2 separate regions of the Mus musculus genome follow, and region 1 is linked to region 2. A link is a contact called in public Hi-C data. All regions are on one chromosome and are shown on one strand. The core of a region is the stretch at or near the end of the contact, and the rest is flanking DNA. Distances in the headings are between cores, read along the strand shown. Region 1 overlaps Nrip1 (nuclear receptor interacting protein 1). Region 2 overlaps Gm15555 (predicted gene 15555).

Region 1 (4,069 bases), core at 466-2,965, 360 kb before region 2:
TCAATCTTCCTTCCTCTCTCAATTAACAGAACTGGGCCACACCTAGGATTTTTGTTTAGACCCTGGGCAATAGAATTAGCATCTGATAGAGTGAATAGTCCTTGAGATCTCTGCCAGTCCTCGGTTGCCTCTCCACTCAGAGTTCTCACTTCCTGCAAGTGGGATTCTCACCGCTAGGAATGAAAAGCGCCAACTTAAAACCCACCTCTTGTTGTTCAAACACATTTAAGGGTGGAAGGAAGTTAGGGCTTGTTTGCCTTCAGTTTGGAGTGACTTGCCGAGACTTTCCACAAACATTGATTTAGTCGCCTGCTTCTAAACCCTCAGCCTCAGTTTCCCACCCACGCAGATTAGGAAGACTCGGGCACTCGGGCAACGTCACGCTGGTGTTTACTGAGAGCACCGTGCAAAGGACTCTCTCACCTTTCGTCTACTAATTAAGAAAGCCTGTACTGATAAGCAAGGCCACCCCTTTTGTAGCCTGCACTTTCTACCTGCTGTAAAGGATTGTGGGCAACTCCCGGAGCTAAGGAGTTGGCAGCTTGCATTGTTGGTAGTTTGCTGTGAGTATTTTGCTTCCCATTTTTTCCCTGCTTCTGGAAGGTGGACATGGCGGGGCAGTTACCCTTAGCATAAAGCCAGGAGGAAAGCTGGTAGTCACTGCAGTTACTTGCATATAGTTGTTAAGCTGCTTGTGGTTATGACCTTTTAACTGTTGGATTTGCATAGACATAACACATGTTAAATATCACCTGACCATGCTAAATATCACTTCATTAAAAATGTCAGATGCTAATTTAGCCTTACAAGAGTGAGGTGGGAAATTTAGCTTTGATACAAGCTTTAAGTGAGAATAAATACTACGATATGGTTTTTGACGTGGGTTAGAACCTGACATACTGTTGCGGTCAAAATTTGAGACTTGGAAGTTCTGCACAAAATGGGACTTCTTGAGGAATTTCTCTAGGGATAGAGAGAGATGGCTCTGTGTGCGTGTGTGTGTGTGTGTGTGTGTGTGTGTGTGTGTGTGTGGTGATGGTGGTGATGGTGGTGGTGAGGATGGGACCCAGGGCCTTGTGCATGGTAGGCATGTATGTGTTCCTACCACTGAAGCACGCCTGCAGCCCAAGAGATGACATGTTTAGGCAGTGAATGATAAATGTACTGGGGAAAACAAAGTTTTACATTTTCGATTTCTGAATTTTGAGTTTTTAGTAATCTAATCATTAGAGAGGATTTATACACTGGAAAGGAAGCAAAATAAGAATGGAGGGGCAGAAGGAAAAAAACATTGGGAGATATTGGAAAACTCCAAACGAATTAATGACCCTTGCGTTGTTTCCCCAGATCGTTCACAGAAAAGGGTCGCAAGGGACAGGGGTAGGGTTTGATTTTTTTTTTTTTTTTTTGCGAAAGGACATTAAAAATAGTACTTCCGCTTTCTCACTCCACATTTCTTTCTCTTGTGTAGAGCCTTCTCCTAAATCAGTCTACCTTTCTGGTAAAAGGGAAGTCCTTTTGTCTCCCTCGGCAACGACCGCCAGTAGTGAGAGAGGTCAGATGTGATTTTAAATTCTGAGGTTCCGCTGTTGTATGTTAGGACGCGTTGTTGTTCATGATTTCAAACTGGTGCTTTTAGAAGAGTGGGGGCGACTTGACATGCGCAGAAGTAGCATTGGTCCGTGTCTTTTACTGTTTTACCCCCTCTGCCCGCCCAGCAGGAGGAGCAGGAGCCGAGGAGGGAGAAAGGAAGAGGACACACCCTGAGGTGGCACCTGCTTGTGTTCTGGCCAGCTCACATGCATTTTTCTCTTTTAATCCTTGCAATTGCGTCCCCCTCAACTCCCCCCCCCCCCCCCCAGACGAATGGAGAATGGATATTATTTCCTCTAGTTTATAGATACAGAAACCCAGCCCACTGGGTTTGCCAGAGTCACTTGCCTGAGGCCACACAGCTAATTTCATTTCCATGAGAATAAGCCATCTTTGGAAAAGGAAACTAGCGGCCAGCTGTCATTCAGGAAGCCCTGAGGAAGCCTTGCTCTCCTACCTGATAACCACAGAACCCAGGATGGGAGGACAAGCCTCCCAGCCTGATGCTCCCAGCCTGGTTTCTCTGGGAAGGCCTGTCTTCCATGCTTTTCCTCAGCTGCCTACCCTTAACCGGAGGCAAATGTAGTTCCAAGGGCAACTGGCCACTTTCGCCCAAACTTAGCCCCCAAGGGCACTCTCCTGCCAGTGCTAGCTCTCGTGAAGTGTACCACAGAATTACTGCAGTGCGCTTCAAGGCGACGAACGAACGCCGCTGTGTTTCCTGATATAATTCATTAAAATAGCCTGTCATGGTCTTAATCTTGGTGTTCCCAAGGCTGACTGTGTTTGTCTACTTCAGAGCACTGCAGTAGCCATGTGCCATAGCTTTCTCGGTTGAAAAATCGTGACTCTTGGCCATGCTTAATGTGTTTTTTTTTTTTTTTTTGGTTTGTTTTTACTACCTTTTCTTCACCCACAATGGGTTCCTTAAAGACTATATGGCATGTTACAAAAGGAGTCTCCGAGCTCCAAGCAGAAAATGGATAAGGCATTCGTGAGTTTATTGAGAGAGATAAGGAGGACTTGGCTTCCTATGGGCAGCAGAGCTTGATGAGGAGGGAGCTGTCTTGAACTAGGGGGTTTGAAGCACAGAGTACATTTTTAAATACACACCAGCCATACGCTTTTATTGTCGAGGCCATGAGGAATGGAGTTATAAACCTCCCGTCCCCCCTTTTTTTACTTCACTTATTTAAAATTTATGGAATGTTGAACCCCAAACCACTCTAACTGAGTACTTCCTCATAACACCGAAAAGCACAAGTTGGAACTGTATTGCAGACGTAGAGTGACACAGAAAGCGAATATACATAATATCTTATAGTGTGCTTTGGATGGTGAATTGCTCAGTAAATGTTGGGAAATAAAGGATTCCCATAAAAGCTACAAGAGCGGGTTTTTGGTTCTATCTTTTATTAAGAGAATAGTTGTTTTTATTATAGCTAAATAAGAAAAGAGAGGAAGTTTAAACATGAGCAAGCTGGGGACGAAAATCTTCTGTCTCCAATTACGTATTATTTTTCTAACCCTCCCATGCCTTGACTGAATTCATTGAAATAGACTGAATCTGTGGGATAGCACACAGGGCTGGGCTGAGAGTTTGTATTTGACCCTCTGGTACTTTATTAGTCTCCACAAACTTTGTACCATTGAGGTAAAACCCCAAGACCTTGCATAGCTCTGGGGCTGGGGAGGTCCCAAACTCTCCATTTGAACCAGTACTGAATTTTGAATCTTCATAAATTGAAATAATGGCATGGTATATCTTCAGGTTAGAAGAGGACCTGACAGAAAGGTGTTGGAAGAGAGACCATCTTGTGTATTGTATGGATGCCATTGCCTGTCAACTGTCTGATGATCTATGGCTTAGGCAGGGAATTAGAAGGTGGGACATCTGGAAAGAGAAAGAATTCTGGGATAGAGCCAGGAGCAGGGGTTGCTGGGAGCCTCTGGGAAGATGTGAGGAGAAGGACGCATGGTACCTGAGCATATACCAGCCATGTGGCCAAATGGAGGTTAAAATAATTAGGTTATTTTAGTTAAGATCTAGTCAGTAGCTACATGGCCAAGGCATTTGTAAATATGTTTGAGTCTGAGTCTTACTTCTGAGAGGAAGAACCAGGGACAAACTTGAACAAGCTGTGGCTGGGGTGAAGTTAAGCACACACCATGTGGGGGTCTGGCCCTGCTTCCTCTTTTAGTACAAGCATTCAAGTGTACTTGGGACTTAGGAGTGATTTCTTTTTCTTCCATCTTAATCCTTTCTGTTTCATACTGCCCACCTTTACTTTTTGAATTTCTTATACTAACCCCAATCGATCCAGGGGATCGATTAACTGAATTTGTTAATAGTTTCTGTCATTGTTAACTTCAAAATTTCCAGAAGGAGGAGCTGAGCCTGTACGAATTTAACTATAAAGATTATGTAGTTGGCGGTTGGGTAGACCCAGGATGGAAACTCGGGTCTTGATTTATG
Region 2 (3,707 bases), core at 33-2,532:
CTTGGGAAATGATAAATGACTTATACCATTAACCAAGGTTGAGCTTAGCCTCAAACCTGGACAATCGTTGGTCTAAATAAAGGGAGAGGAGAAACCAGTTTCGAGTTCTACTCCTACCTTTACACCTATTAGCCTTGGTGACATTAAAATCCGTTATTTTTGTAGCTTACATAAGTCTCTGTTTCCCAATATAGATAAACTAGGAACAAGTTTTAGTGAACAAATTCTGTGACTAGTTTCTGAGAAGTAGAATTCGTAGAGAAGTACCTAACGCAGTGAAAACTTTCTGCTCAATTTCACTCTATCGTCATTGTTGACAGATGTGAACAAGAGGAGGCAATGACATATGTTCCACTCTAATATGAGATAGACTATTTACATGGAGACCATGATTTGACACTGCAAAAGTGTTTGCAAACATTTTCCTTCTATAATTAAAGAAAAATAATTGAATAGACTGAAGAGCCTCAAGATATATCCTTAAATGTGTCAATTGGATAATTATGCATGACGGTAAGTTCATGACTTACCTGTCTGTTTAAAATCTTTCAAAGATCACCAGTCTTGCAACATCAAAAGGTAGTAAAAAACATACTTAAATTGGCACACTTCTCTTTACGTATAACTCAGTATTTAATTAAAAATATAGGTTTTGAACAGGTGAGAAGCTCAAAGAATCCCACTCCTGACAGAGGACCTATGTGTCAGTAAATATTTGCTGTGGGAGAGAATATCAGTTTTATTCAGGGGTGTGGCCCACCACAAGTTTCTTATAATCCGGTGGATGGCCTTACCTGTGCAAGGAGGCAATGCCGATAGAGTCGGGAAGGAGACATGGACTGGACCCAAAGGAGATGGGTAGAGCAGAAGGGATAGATACGATCAAAATATATTTATACTGTGTGTGTGTGTGTGTGTGTGTGTGTGTGTGTGTGTGAGAGAGAGAGAGAGAGAGAGAGAGAGAGAGAGAGAGAGAGGGAGGGAGAGAGAGAGAGGGAGAGAGAGTGTGAGTGTGTGTGTGTGTGTATAAACATTCTAATAGAAGTGTATTTATGGGGTTAAAGAAAGCTTAGTTGCTAAAGATGTGAGTTCATTGTTCAAAACCCATGTCAAAAGAGCTGATTGGTGGTTTGTACTTACAACCCAGTGCTATCAAGGTAGAGGCAGTGGATTGCTAGGGTTGTAACCCAAACAACTTAGCCTATTTGGTGTGTTCCAGGCCAGTGAGAGAACCCCGTGGTGACAGGAGGTAGACAGAAGCTTGGGAGGCGGCTCAGTCTATGGGATAAAGTGCTTGCACTAAAAGCATGAAGCGTGAGGGTCTGTTTTGGATCCTTAGGATTTATGTAAAAGCTGAGCATGGCTGCTCACACCTCTATTCCACGCTGGGTGAGCAGAAACAGGCAGATCCCAGGGACTAGCCGGTCCTTACAGTTTGAAACAGTGAGTAAGATAGGTAGGTAGTGATACAGGAAGCCAACTCAAACCCACCCCTTTCACACATAATTAAAAAAATAAAGTGGACAGGGATCGAGAAAGAACACCTGGGGTGAACTCTGACACTCACACACATGTATGCTTCTATACACAACATGAACACATGGCTCTTCATAAGTTCAAACATAGATGCACACACATGCACAAATATCCATGCACATGAAACTGAAAGGTCAAGCCATCTGTCCCACAGTTTAACTGTTGAGTGATAACCAGTCTTTATCATATTGGTACTGGCAATTATTACATTCCCAATGAAACTAACTTCATAGCTTGGATAAAATAAAGAGATTTTTTTTTAAATAATAGAATTTAAAATCTACAGATTTTATTTCTTGTTTGCCTAGTTAGCGGTTTAAAGATTTCTTAGTTTTCTCTCTGAATCTCTGAATAATGTTTTCTTTTCCTCCTAGAGTTTTACTTTTTATTTTGAAAGTAATTCAAGGGGGAAAAACATGGTCAGAAATGCTTTAGGTATACAGAATAAGAATCAACATACCTGTTGAGGTTTAATTTTCTACAAATGCACTGAGAAGCCCTCTGATGTAAACTGAGTTAGAGCCGAATCTTCTTAGCCTCAGCCTGGGCGTGTCTAAGAACTTTCCATGGAGAATAGGTGCTATCCAGTCCCTGGAACCAAGTGCATTTTAGGACATTATTTTATTCCCACATCTCTACTTAAACTTTTACTATTTTGGTGAAAGTATTTTGAGCACAATGTGGAATTCCTTAGGTAGACCCTAGATTGTCCTGGGCTGTACAGGAGATAGATGATCTGGTGGGAAAACATTGAATGATTCATGGTAGTAGAGGTGCCAAAATGAAAGATACTTATTTGAGGTTTTAAATGAGTACCAACTTGGGTCTTTTGGAGGGTAGCCATGGTAGATCCTCTTTTGTGAGTGCTCCACAGCCTCAGCAATAGTGCCAGGCCTTAGGATCTCCCCTTGAGATGGATCCCACTTTGGGCCTGTTGCTGGACCTTCTTTTCCTTGGGCTCCTCTCCATTTCCATCCTTGTAATTCTTACAGACAGGAACAATTATGGGTCAGAGGTGTAACTGTGGGATGGCAACCCCATCCCTCACTTGATGTCCTGTCTTCCTGCTACAACTGAAAGAGTCAGGTGCAGATATTTGCACACAACCAATGGACAGAAGCAGCTGACCCCTGTTGTTGAATTAGGGAAAGGCTGAAAGAAGCTGAGGAGAAGGGAGACCCTGTGGGAGGACCAGCAGTCTCAATTAATCTGGACCTCTAAGATCTTTCAAACACTGGGCCACCAAACAGACAGCATACATCAGCCAATATGAAGCCCAGCAACACACATACAGTAGAGAACTTTCGGGTCTGTGTTCATTCAGAGAAGATGCACCTAACCCTCAAGAGACTGGAGGCCCCAGGGAGTTTAGAGGTCAGGTGGGGTGGGGGCTGAGGGCATCCACGTGGAGACAGGGTGGGGTGGGGAGGAGATGTGAGACATGAAGCAGTCAGAGGGTGGATGTGTGGGCAGGGAATGGAATATGGGGTGTAAAACATAAAGTAAAAGTAAAAGAAAACTAAAAGAAAAAAAATGAGTGCCATCTTTAGTACCAGGCCTGTGCCCTAATTGTAGTTACAGAAGGGTTTAGTGATAGAGAGTGGGTCTACAGGAGACTCAGTTTAAGATGAGATTTTTATTAAAATTTTATTGTATTTAACAATATCTAGTGAGCTAATCTTAGGTTCACACACACGCATAGGTTTTGGAGAAATGCTGCTAAAAGCAGGTAAAATGTTTCATAGTATTCCAAACTATGCAATCCGATCAGTATAGTTGAAAGTACGTTAATATTGTGACTTTAGAACTGACTACTTTGTTGTCATATTAATTTAGGTGTAGACTATAAATGCTTGAACCTGCACCTATTTTAATACCTCCTTATGATGTCCAAAAGTAATAAATGTCTTGATTAAGGAAAAGAGTGAGAATATAAAATATTTGTCTTTCTGCCAAGTCAAGGTTAACTGGATCAAGCCTGAATTATCTGGTGTGCAATTGATATTCATTAAAGGAAGAAAATAATTTTCAATTTTCTAATCCATTTTGTATCTCATAAATTAAATTGATATGAAATTTGAGGTTTTTTTTTCCAAAAAATGAATTTAAATTCACGACAGAGAGTGTCCTTTTTATTTATATGTTATATATCACAATCATTCAATGAATAG

Evidence for each region. A called contact is a pair of places that touch in the nucleus more often than the background predicts.
Region 1: a contact with region 2 is called in a Hi-C map of the G1E-ER4 cell line, with 5 times the contacts expected there. The contact joins two enhancer-like sites. A contact is called at or near these places in 2 of 39 promoter capture datasets (the HPC-7 cell line and HPC-7-derived erythroid cells), 4 of 484 Hi-C or Micro-C datasets (B cells, the Ba/F3 cell line, the G1E-ER4 cell line and 1 more) and 3 of 115 datasets of contacts at active chromatin or transcription factors (bone marrow-derived macrophages, embryonic basal ganglia and embryonic forebrain).

What each region holds. Positions count from the first base shown.
Region 1 is chr16:76,363,532-76,367,600 of GRCm38.p6, reverse strand. All of the region lies in intron 1 of Nrip1 (nuclear receptor interacting protein 1), which reads left to right. Among named protein-coding and RNA genes, the nearest start is that of Nrip1, 7.5 kb to the left of the region's middle. Within about 2 kb of position 1,715, at least 64 of the 459 cell types and tissues checked have an H3K27ac peak or open chromatin away from gene starts, as enhancers often do. A contact at or near this core is called in the G1E-ER4 cell line, where this site is marked.
Region 2 is chr16:76,008,031-76,011,737 of GRCm38.p6, reverse strand. It overlaps Gm15555 (predicted gene 15555), which reads right to left. Exons shown (of 4, transcript NR_155447.1): 3 at 1,997-2,127. Among named protein-coding and RNA genes, the nearest start is that of Gm15555, 9.1 kb to the right of the region's middle. Within about 2 kb of position 1,282, at least 1 of the 459 cell types and tissues checked has an H3K27ac peak or open chromatin away from gene starts, as enhancers often do. A contact at or near this core is called in the G1E-ER4 cell line, where this site is marked.